3 separate regions of the Mus musculus genome follow, and all the other regions are linked to region 1. Evidence: chromatin contacts called from public Hi-C and promoter capture Hi-C data. All regions are on one chromosome and are shown on one strand. The core of a region is the stretch at or near the end of the contact, and the rest is flanking DNA. Distances in the headings are between cores, read along the strand shown.

Evidence for each region. Promoter capture Hi-C pulls out the DNA fragments that hold promoters and counts their contacts. A called contact is a pair of places that touch in the nucleus more often than the background predicts.
Region 2: a contact with region 1 is called in a promoter capture Hi-C map of liver, with 2.6 times the contacts expected there. The contact joins the promoter of Coil here to the promoter of Supt4a in region 1. A contact is called at or near these places in 3 of 39 promoter capture datasets (hippocampal neurons and liver) and 1 of 115 datasets of contacts at active chromatin or transcription factors (T-cell acute lymphoblastic leukemia).
Region 3: a Hi-C map of muscle stem cells shows a contact between it and region 1, with 4 times the contacts expected there. The contact joins the promoter of Scpep1 here to the promoter of Supt4a in region 1. A contact is called at or near these places in 1 of 484 Hi-C or Micro-C datasets (muscle stem cells) and 1 of 115 datasets of contacts at active chromatin or transcription factors (T-cell acute lymphoblastic leukemia).

What each region holds. Positions count from the first base shown.
Region 1 is chr11:87,736,280-87,738,841 of GRCm38.p6, forward strand. It overlaps Supt4a (SPT4A, DSIF elongation factor subunit), which reads left to right and starts at 1,272. Exons shown (of 5, transcript NM_009296.2): 1 at 1,272-1,389; 2 at 1,888-1,994. The coding sequence starts at 1,321.
Region 2 is chr11:88,972,661-88,975,222 of GRCm38.p6, forward strand. Coil (coilin) reads left to right here and starts at 1,275. Exons shown (of 7, transcript NM_016706.2): 1 at 1,275-1,542. The coding sequence starts at 1,289. It also overlaps the pseudogene 2210409E12Rik.
Region 3 is chr11:88,954,150-88,956,711 of GRCm38.p6, forward strand. Scpep1 (serine carboxypeptidase 1) reads right to left here and starts at 1,293. Exons shown (of 13, transcript NM_029023.3): 1 at 1,145-1,293. The coding sequence starts at 1,220.

The sequences.
Region 1 (2,562 bases), core at 22-2,521:
CTGAAAAGAGATTTCCCGGTGCTAGAAAGTATCTAAAACCCAGTCACTGAACCCCATGTGGATGCAGTTTGGGATAAAGCCTAGAATCAGTCTTGCTGTCCCTCAGTTTCAATGAGAAGGGCTGGAAGGACAGAACAGCGGGATTGCAACTATTTATATCCCAGCGCTCCAATTCAGATAAACACAAATGACCAGGCTTTTGCCTACATTCCAAGAGCCTTTGCTCTGTTCACACCGCACCAGACCTCGTATTTCTGTATGGTTTGCTCAGGATATTATCTCGGTGCCATTTAAGGAGACAAGGAGGAATTTTGTGTCCTACACAGTAAGCACATTGGCAGCTGGGGTGGGGTTAGAGTATGAGAAGTGAGATACCTAATCCACAGATGTTCCCATGGAATTATGTCTAAATGTGCCGAGAGTTTTACAAAGCGTAAATTATGAGCCAGGCGCGCAATCGAGAGGCTTTTAGGAGGAATTAAATACGCGTTTCCCTCTATCCAACACGCCTCCCCTTTCCCCGTCGGCACGGCTCAAGCTAGCATTCCTGGGGACCGCAAACGAAACCCTATCACGCTCTCCCAGTTACAAGAAGGGGTGGGGCCTCGTCGGGTTTTTGTCTCTGCAGGCGTCCAGAAAGGCAAGACTCATTGCCTCGAGCCTTAAAACAACCTAGCGCGAAGCGGCGGGCTTGTATTCTGAGCATTCCGGACACTGAGACGAGGGGCTTGTGTCAAAAAGTCAAATACCCGGGCGTGGTGGTGCGCGCCCATAATCCCAGAACTCCGAAAGTGAAGGCAGGAAGATCAGGAGTTCAAGATCACCGTCCCGTACTCAGAGGCCAACTTAGGAATTAGCATTGTCTCAATAAATGAGCAAACAAAATAAAACAAGCAGACAAAACAATCTAGGTTTTCCTCGGGAGTCTGAAGAGCACTCAGGCCAGAGCATTTTGGGCTCCATCAAAAGGCCCGCGTCGCGAGGCGCAGTCCCGCCAGTCGCCCCGCTCCACGCTTCCTGCGCATGCTCCAACCTCCCCCAGCTGCCCCGCCCCTACGGGCGCATCAGCTCCCAGCGCGCGCGCCGTCTTCCGCTCGCTCTCGCGAACCAGGTGACGGGCGCGCGCGCGGCCCAGGTGACCGGGCGGCCCCGCCCAGCGCTCCCGCGGGAGGAACCATCTTCTCCACGGGGAGGGAGGGGCGGGGCCTGCGATGGCCGGCACCGGAAGCGGAAGCTGCGTGCCCGACGCGTCTGGCATTCTGGGTAATGGTCTGTTTACTTCCTGCGGCTGGAGGAACCTGTGTTGTCGTATCGGTGAGGATGGCCCTGGAGACGGTACCAAAGGACCTGCGGCATCTGCGGGCTTGTTTGCTGTGCTCGTTAGTCAAGGTGTCCGTTGGGGCCTTGGTTGTAGGAGCGATCGGGGAGGCGAAACGGGAGAAAGAGGGTGAAATGGGGCCAGACACAGGAAAGGAAGGCTCTGAGATTCGGGGAGTGGGAAGCCCGAAAGCCTAAGGGAGCCGTTGTTTCCGTCCACGGAACGCGAGCCGGGTGGCTGTGCCTACTGGGGGCTGCGTTGCAGTTCTCGGCATAACTGAGCACAAGTTTGTCTCCCCGACAGACGTTCGGTGAACTTGCTGTGGTGGACTGGAAAGACACTAGGAGCCAGAGCAGCCGAGAGAGTAGCAGGAGAGGGTACCTGACCCCAAAGAGGCTAGAAAATATGTAAGCTGAATTAGGGACGCGAGCAAAAAGGTATGAGGGTGGAGTTTAGGAACAGTTTGGAGAGGAGAGGGTGTTGGGTTGTATAGAAAACGAAGAGGTTGGCTTTGTTGAAATATTAAGGCGTTGTTCATGCTCATACTTGCTTTTTTTTTTTCTTTCCAGACTATAGACCAGTTCGAATATGATGGGTGTGACAATTGCGATGCATACCTACAAATGAAGGGCAACAGAGAGATGGTTTATGACTGCACCAGCTCTTCATTTGATGGGTAAGCCCCTTTCACGCGCCTTTGTTTACTTCTGCACCCAGAAAGTTAATATGGGATAGATTTTTGAGGTCATAAGACTAGCTGGTCTCAGCAGTTCTGAGAGCTAGTCTATGTGTCCAGCCCAGTAGCTGTAAACTTTTGTAGTGTAAGACCCCCTTTCGGGGACCCCCGCTCTAGTCTCAGGAGTGTGAGAGCACCCAAAGAAACACGAGGACCCATCTTGCTGTAATTACATGAGGACGTTTAATTACGGAGCTCCGGACCGACATGTATCCCACACAGGAGATAACGGATGCCGGCCACGAGGCTCGAAAGCTTGGGGGTTTTATGGGGTAAGGGGCTTAGGGGTGTGGAATTGAGCATAGCGACACACTATTGGCTTATTCAAACATTAACAGAAAGATTACATGTACGTGCAGGGTGTCAGAGTTCTGTGAGTAGTTGACTCAGTTCAGATAGCCCTGTTATGTCCTCACATTCCCCTTTATCTTATGGTCAAGATGTTCCCAGGAATGTTTTAACTATGGGGCATACCCAGGTTTGTTTTTCTCTTTTCTCAGCCCCAGGC
Region 2 (2,562 bases), core at 25-2,524, 1.2 Mb after region 1:
GTTTGTGTTTCTTGTGATCCGACACAAGAAGACCACCATCTTCACTGATGCCAAGGAGTCAAGCACGGTGTGGGAGCTCAAGCGCATCATTGAGGGCATCATGAAGAGGCCTCCTGAGGAGCAGCTGCTGTTCAAGGACAACCAGCTCCTTGATGAGATGAAAACTCTGAGGGAATGTGGCTTCACTTTTCAGGTAGCAAGGCCAGAGACCCCAGCCACAGTGGGCCTGGCCTTCAGAACAGGAGATGTCTTTGAAGGCCTGGAGATCCACCCCTAATCTTTTCCTCCACCTCTTCCAGACGTGAGGAAGGATTCTGGAAACAGTGCTAAGGAACAAGATGTGCAGTGAGGGCCCCACAGCCAATTCCTAGAGACCTAGAGACCCATTCTCTAGTTGAAAATAAATAAATAAATTGGCTGTCTTTTAAAATAAATATTAAATAACCCTAAAAGCACAAATACTGCTCTCGCGTCATACTGTATTCTACCTCTCGACTGGAGGTGGCCAGCAGCCAGCAGCCAGCAGCAGCCATCCCTGAGGAGAAAGGAACAAAGCTAGAACAGGGCGTCCGTAGGGGATGATTCCCTCTGGGATGATAGGGCCTGCTACAGGCAGGACTGGTCGGGAACAGCAGGCTCTGGAGTGAATGGTGTGGTTCCTGAGTGTCTTCTCTGGGTACCTAGGCACCACCTGGAGTGTCTGAAGACAACTACAGTGTAACTTATATATAATAAATAAATCTTTTAAAGAAAATCTTCCTATTTATTTAGCTTTCTGACTCTCTGGACCGTCAACACTTTCAGAATACTGTTCTGCCTCAAGATGAGGAAAGCACTTGATCTGGTCAGGGACAGAGGACACACTGAACTCCCTGAGGCCCCCAAGGACGTGTGTGTGTGAGTTTTAAACAGTCTTATGAGAACTTTAAGTCTCGCATCACGAGAATGTCTCATTTTCTGCTTGGACACGCACCACAATTTGGTGCTTTCCTGACCTTTTTGGTAGAAAAGTAAAAACCTATTACAGGGGTTCGAGTCAGGCTTGCTGCTTATTAATTTTATAGATTTTTGGTTTGTTTCTGTTTAATTACACGAACCGATATCGTAGCAGCTATCCTGACAGTCAACTTGCATGTATGTTCAGCCCTGAGAAAGAATGGGGAGCTCGCGAGGGGAGCCTTACAGACCTACTTGCGCCCCCAGGCGGCGCACGCTAGCTGCTGCTGGGGGCGGGCCGCCGGACCACGCCGCTGCGAAAGCCCTTGGAACCTCTCGGCTTCCGTCGAGCATGAGCAAGATGGCAGCCTCCGAGACGGTTAGGCTACGGCTTCAATTTGACTACCCGCCGCCGGCCACTCCACACTGCACGGTCTTCTGGCTTCTGGTGGACCTGAACAGATGTCGAGTTGTCACGGATCTCATCAGTCTCATCCGCCAGCGCTTCGGCTTCAGTTCCGGGGCGCTCCTGGGCCTCTATCTGGAAGGGGGGCTGCTGCCCCCTGCCGAGAGCGCGCGCCTGGTGAGAGACAACGACAGCCTCAGGTGCGCGGGAGCGCGCGGGGGTGGGGGTGGGGGCGCGCGGCTCGGGGTGCGGGTGCGGGTGGGGGGCGCTTGCTGGACCGCAGGATGCAGGATCCGGGTAGCGAGCTAGCCAGCTGCGGAAAGGCAGGTTCGCGAGATCCTGAGTGGTCCAGCCCAGGATGGAGCATCCTTCCCCGGGTTCCCCGGGACGCTTCTCATTTCAGGGGGACTAAACTTGGAGCAGCTCCGGTGCTCAAGAGCAGGGCCAGTACTCACTCTGCCAGGCTCTGTGTGCAGTGTGCATGGCGCAAATATGCCACAGACCCGCCTTCTCTGGGCTGCACTTGCAGGCAGGAAGCAGAGATGTTTTCTGAGTAATGTATGGAATGGCCCACCTTAGCGCCTTGGCAGTGTCCACTTCTGGTGGATTTCTGTGTCTCATTCAGGTGTCATTGGGTCCCATCCAATTGGTATCGGAATGCGTTTCACGTGTCACACAGAAGGCTGTGTGTTTCAGTAGCTTGACTGCTTGCATCTCAAAGCCCTAGATTTGATTCCCAGCTGGCTAACCAGGAATCCCTGCACTGAGGAGGTGAAGACAGACAGGAGGATCAGGAGTTCAAAGTATCCTTGGCTACATAGGTCAGCCTGGCATATGTGAGAGCTGTTTAAAAAAGAAAAAAGGTAAAATCAGGCTGGGCGTGGTGGCGCTCGCCTTTACTCTCAGTAGTCGGGAGGCAGAGGCAGGTGGATTTCTGAGTTTGAGGTCAGCCTAGTCTGCAGAGTGAGTTCCAGGACAGCCAGGGCTACACAGAGAAACCCTGTCTTGGAAAACAAAAGAAACAAATGTGAGACAGAGAGAGAGAGAGAGAGAGAGAGAGAGAGAGGCCCGAGTGGAGGTGGCGTACACCTTGTATCCTAACTCTCAGAAGGCAGAGGCAGGCAGATCTCTGAATTTGAAGCCACCCTCGTGAGGGCTGGGTAGAGAAACCTGTCTCAAAACAACAAGAAGGAGAATTTAATCGTTGTCACTGAAGTGAG
Region 3 (2,562 bases), core at 43-2,542, 1.2 Mb after region 1:
CAGTGTACTCATATACATAAAATAAATAAATCTTTGAAAAAAAAAAAAAGACTGAAAATCAGGGGTGGTGAGATGACTCAGGAGATAAAAGACAGTGGCCACCAAGCCTGGCACCCTTAGTTCAGTCACAGGGAGCTACATCATAGAAAAACTGACTTCTCCGTGTTGTCCTCTGACTACACACACACACACACACCCTTTGACACTCACAAAACAAATTAAAAAAGAAAGAAAGAAAGAAAGAAATTAAATTAAAAGGCTGGAAAGATGGCTCAGCTGGTAAGATCACTTTCTCACTGTCTTGCTCTTCCAGAGGACCTGGGTTTAATTCCCAGAATTCACATGGCAGCTCACAACTTCTGTACCTTCGCTTTCCTGAGATCCAAAGCCCTCTTCTGACTTCTCAGAGCACCAGGCATACAAGTAGTACACAGACAGACATGGAGGCAAGACAAAATATATTTTTTTCCTTTAATAAAGTGAGAGTTAATCCAGACACTTGGTAGGTAAGAGTCCGAGGCCAGCCTAGTCTATGGAGAGAGTTCCAGGACAGCCAAGGCTACACAGAAAAAAACCTGTCTGGAAAAACAAACAAAAAGAAAAAAAGGAAAAAAACGAGAAGAAAAGAAAGAAAGAAAATGTGCCAATTTGCAAGTCATTCCACAAAACAAAATTCTTTTTTGCCCAAAAATAGGCCAGAGCAGTCAGCTGATATTTTGTCTCTTCTAAACCAGCAGAGGTGGCAGGCTTTGTTTCAAAGCAAGGATTTGTAGAGGTCTCTTTGGCCTCCAATCTCAGCTCAATCAAATGACCCTAAAACGTCACTAGGCAGCTAACCACAGGAGAAAGGGGAGGTGGCCTTTAGACCGTGAAGTCTCACTCATCAGCAATTTCCTGAAACCATACGTTTCTGTACAAACACTTCCATCTCCAGGAATCACCCTGCATCAGGAAGGGGCAGGAAAAGGCACTTTGAATTAAGACACAAATAAAAATTAAGAGGTTCAGAAACAATATAAATTTCTCAAGGGAAGAAGCGGGAGAAAGAAATGTGTTTTAAAAAAAAGAAAAAGAAAAACGCGAACGCATCAACAAATTCGAGAAGGAGGCACCCACCGTTGGTGCGTCTTTCTCACGAACCTACCCGCGCTGAAGCCCAGTAAGAACGATAGGAGCAGCAGCCACAGTCGCACGAGACAGATCCGCCGCGAGAGCTCCATGATGAAAACCCCGCCGCAACATCAGCAACAGGCAGGAGCCAAAGGCCATCGCGTGACGGCTTGCGCGGGGACTGGGCGGAGTCAGGGGCGGAGCCTAAGTGGGCCCTGACACTCCTAAGGATTCCGCGCTCCCTCTGCCGGTCGGACCCACCCAGGACCTCCTACAAAGGGCTCTCGAGGGAGGTGCTACAAAGGAGGCAGTTAATATGTCATCTGACCTTGGTTACTAAGTAGGGAAGAATTGAGAAAACTACAACTGGATAACCACCATCCCCTCAGCCCGGCCCGTGTTTGTCTTCTCCGACAAAAGGCTTATGTTTTATCTTTTAAGACTTGTTTTTATTATTTTATGTGCATATGTGTGTATGAATGTATATGCCACATGTGTGGGTTTATGCAGAAGGAGTGGGTTTCTCTGGAGCTAGGGTTACAGGGCTTTTTGAGTGGCCGGTGCAGATGCTGGGAACTGAATTTGAGTCCTCTGGAAAACCAACAAGTGCTCTTAAATTACTGAGCCATCTCCATAGTCTCAGGCCTAGAATTTTAAAAAATTGCATCTGAAAAGATGAAGTCAGATTAAAGCACGAACCAGCAGGTCTTTTAAGACTAGAGCTGGGCAGTGGTGGCGCACACCTTTAATTTCAGCTCTTGGGAGGCAAAGTCAGGTGGATTTCTGAGTTCCAAGCCAGCCTGGTTTACAGAGTGAGTTCAAGGACAGCCAGGGCTACACAGAGAAACCCTGTCTCAAAAAAAAAAAAAAAAAAAAAAAAAAAAAAAAACAGAAAGAAAGAAAGAAAAAGAGAGAGAGAGAGAGAGAGAGAGAGAGAGAGAGAGAGAAAGAAAGAAAGAAAGAAAGAAAGAAAAGAAGAGAGAAAGAAAGAGTCTAGATTCTATTTTCAGAAACCCATTACTTTGAAGTGGTGGCTCAGGGGTTAAGGGCATTGTTGCTCTTCCAAAGGACCCAAGTTTGGTTCCCAAGACCCACATGGTGGCGTACAGATTCAGAACTCCACATCTCATGATCCAGGGGATCTGGCACTTCCTCAAGCATACATATGATGCATATATAAGCCTGCAGGCAAAACGCTCACATAGATAAAGTGAATCGAAAATATTATTATCAAATCACATGTGTCATTAATATACTAGTAATTCATAAAAAATTACTATATAGATCCTATAACTTTTGGTTATGTATTTTAAACACAGCAAAAAAAAAGTGGACTTTTTCTCTCTTGATAGCATGGTCAACATCACTGTGTGTGATATACTATCTTCAAAGCAGTTATTTAAAAGAAGGTATCAAGGGCTTGTGGAGAGGAATTTGAAGAAAACATGGACT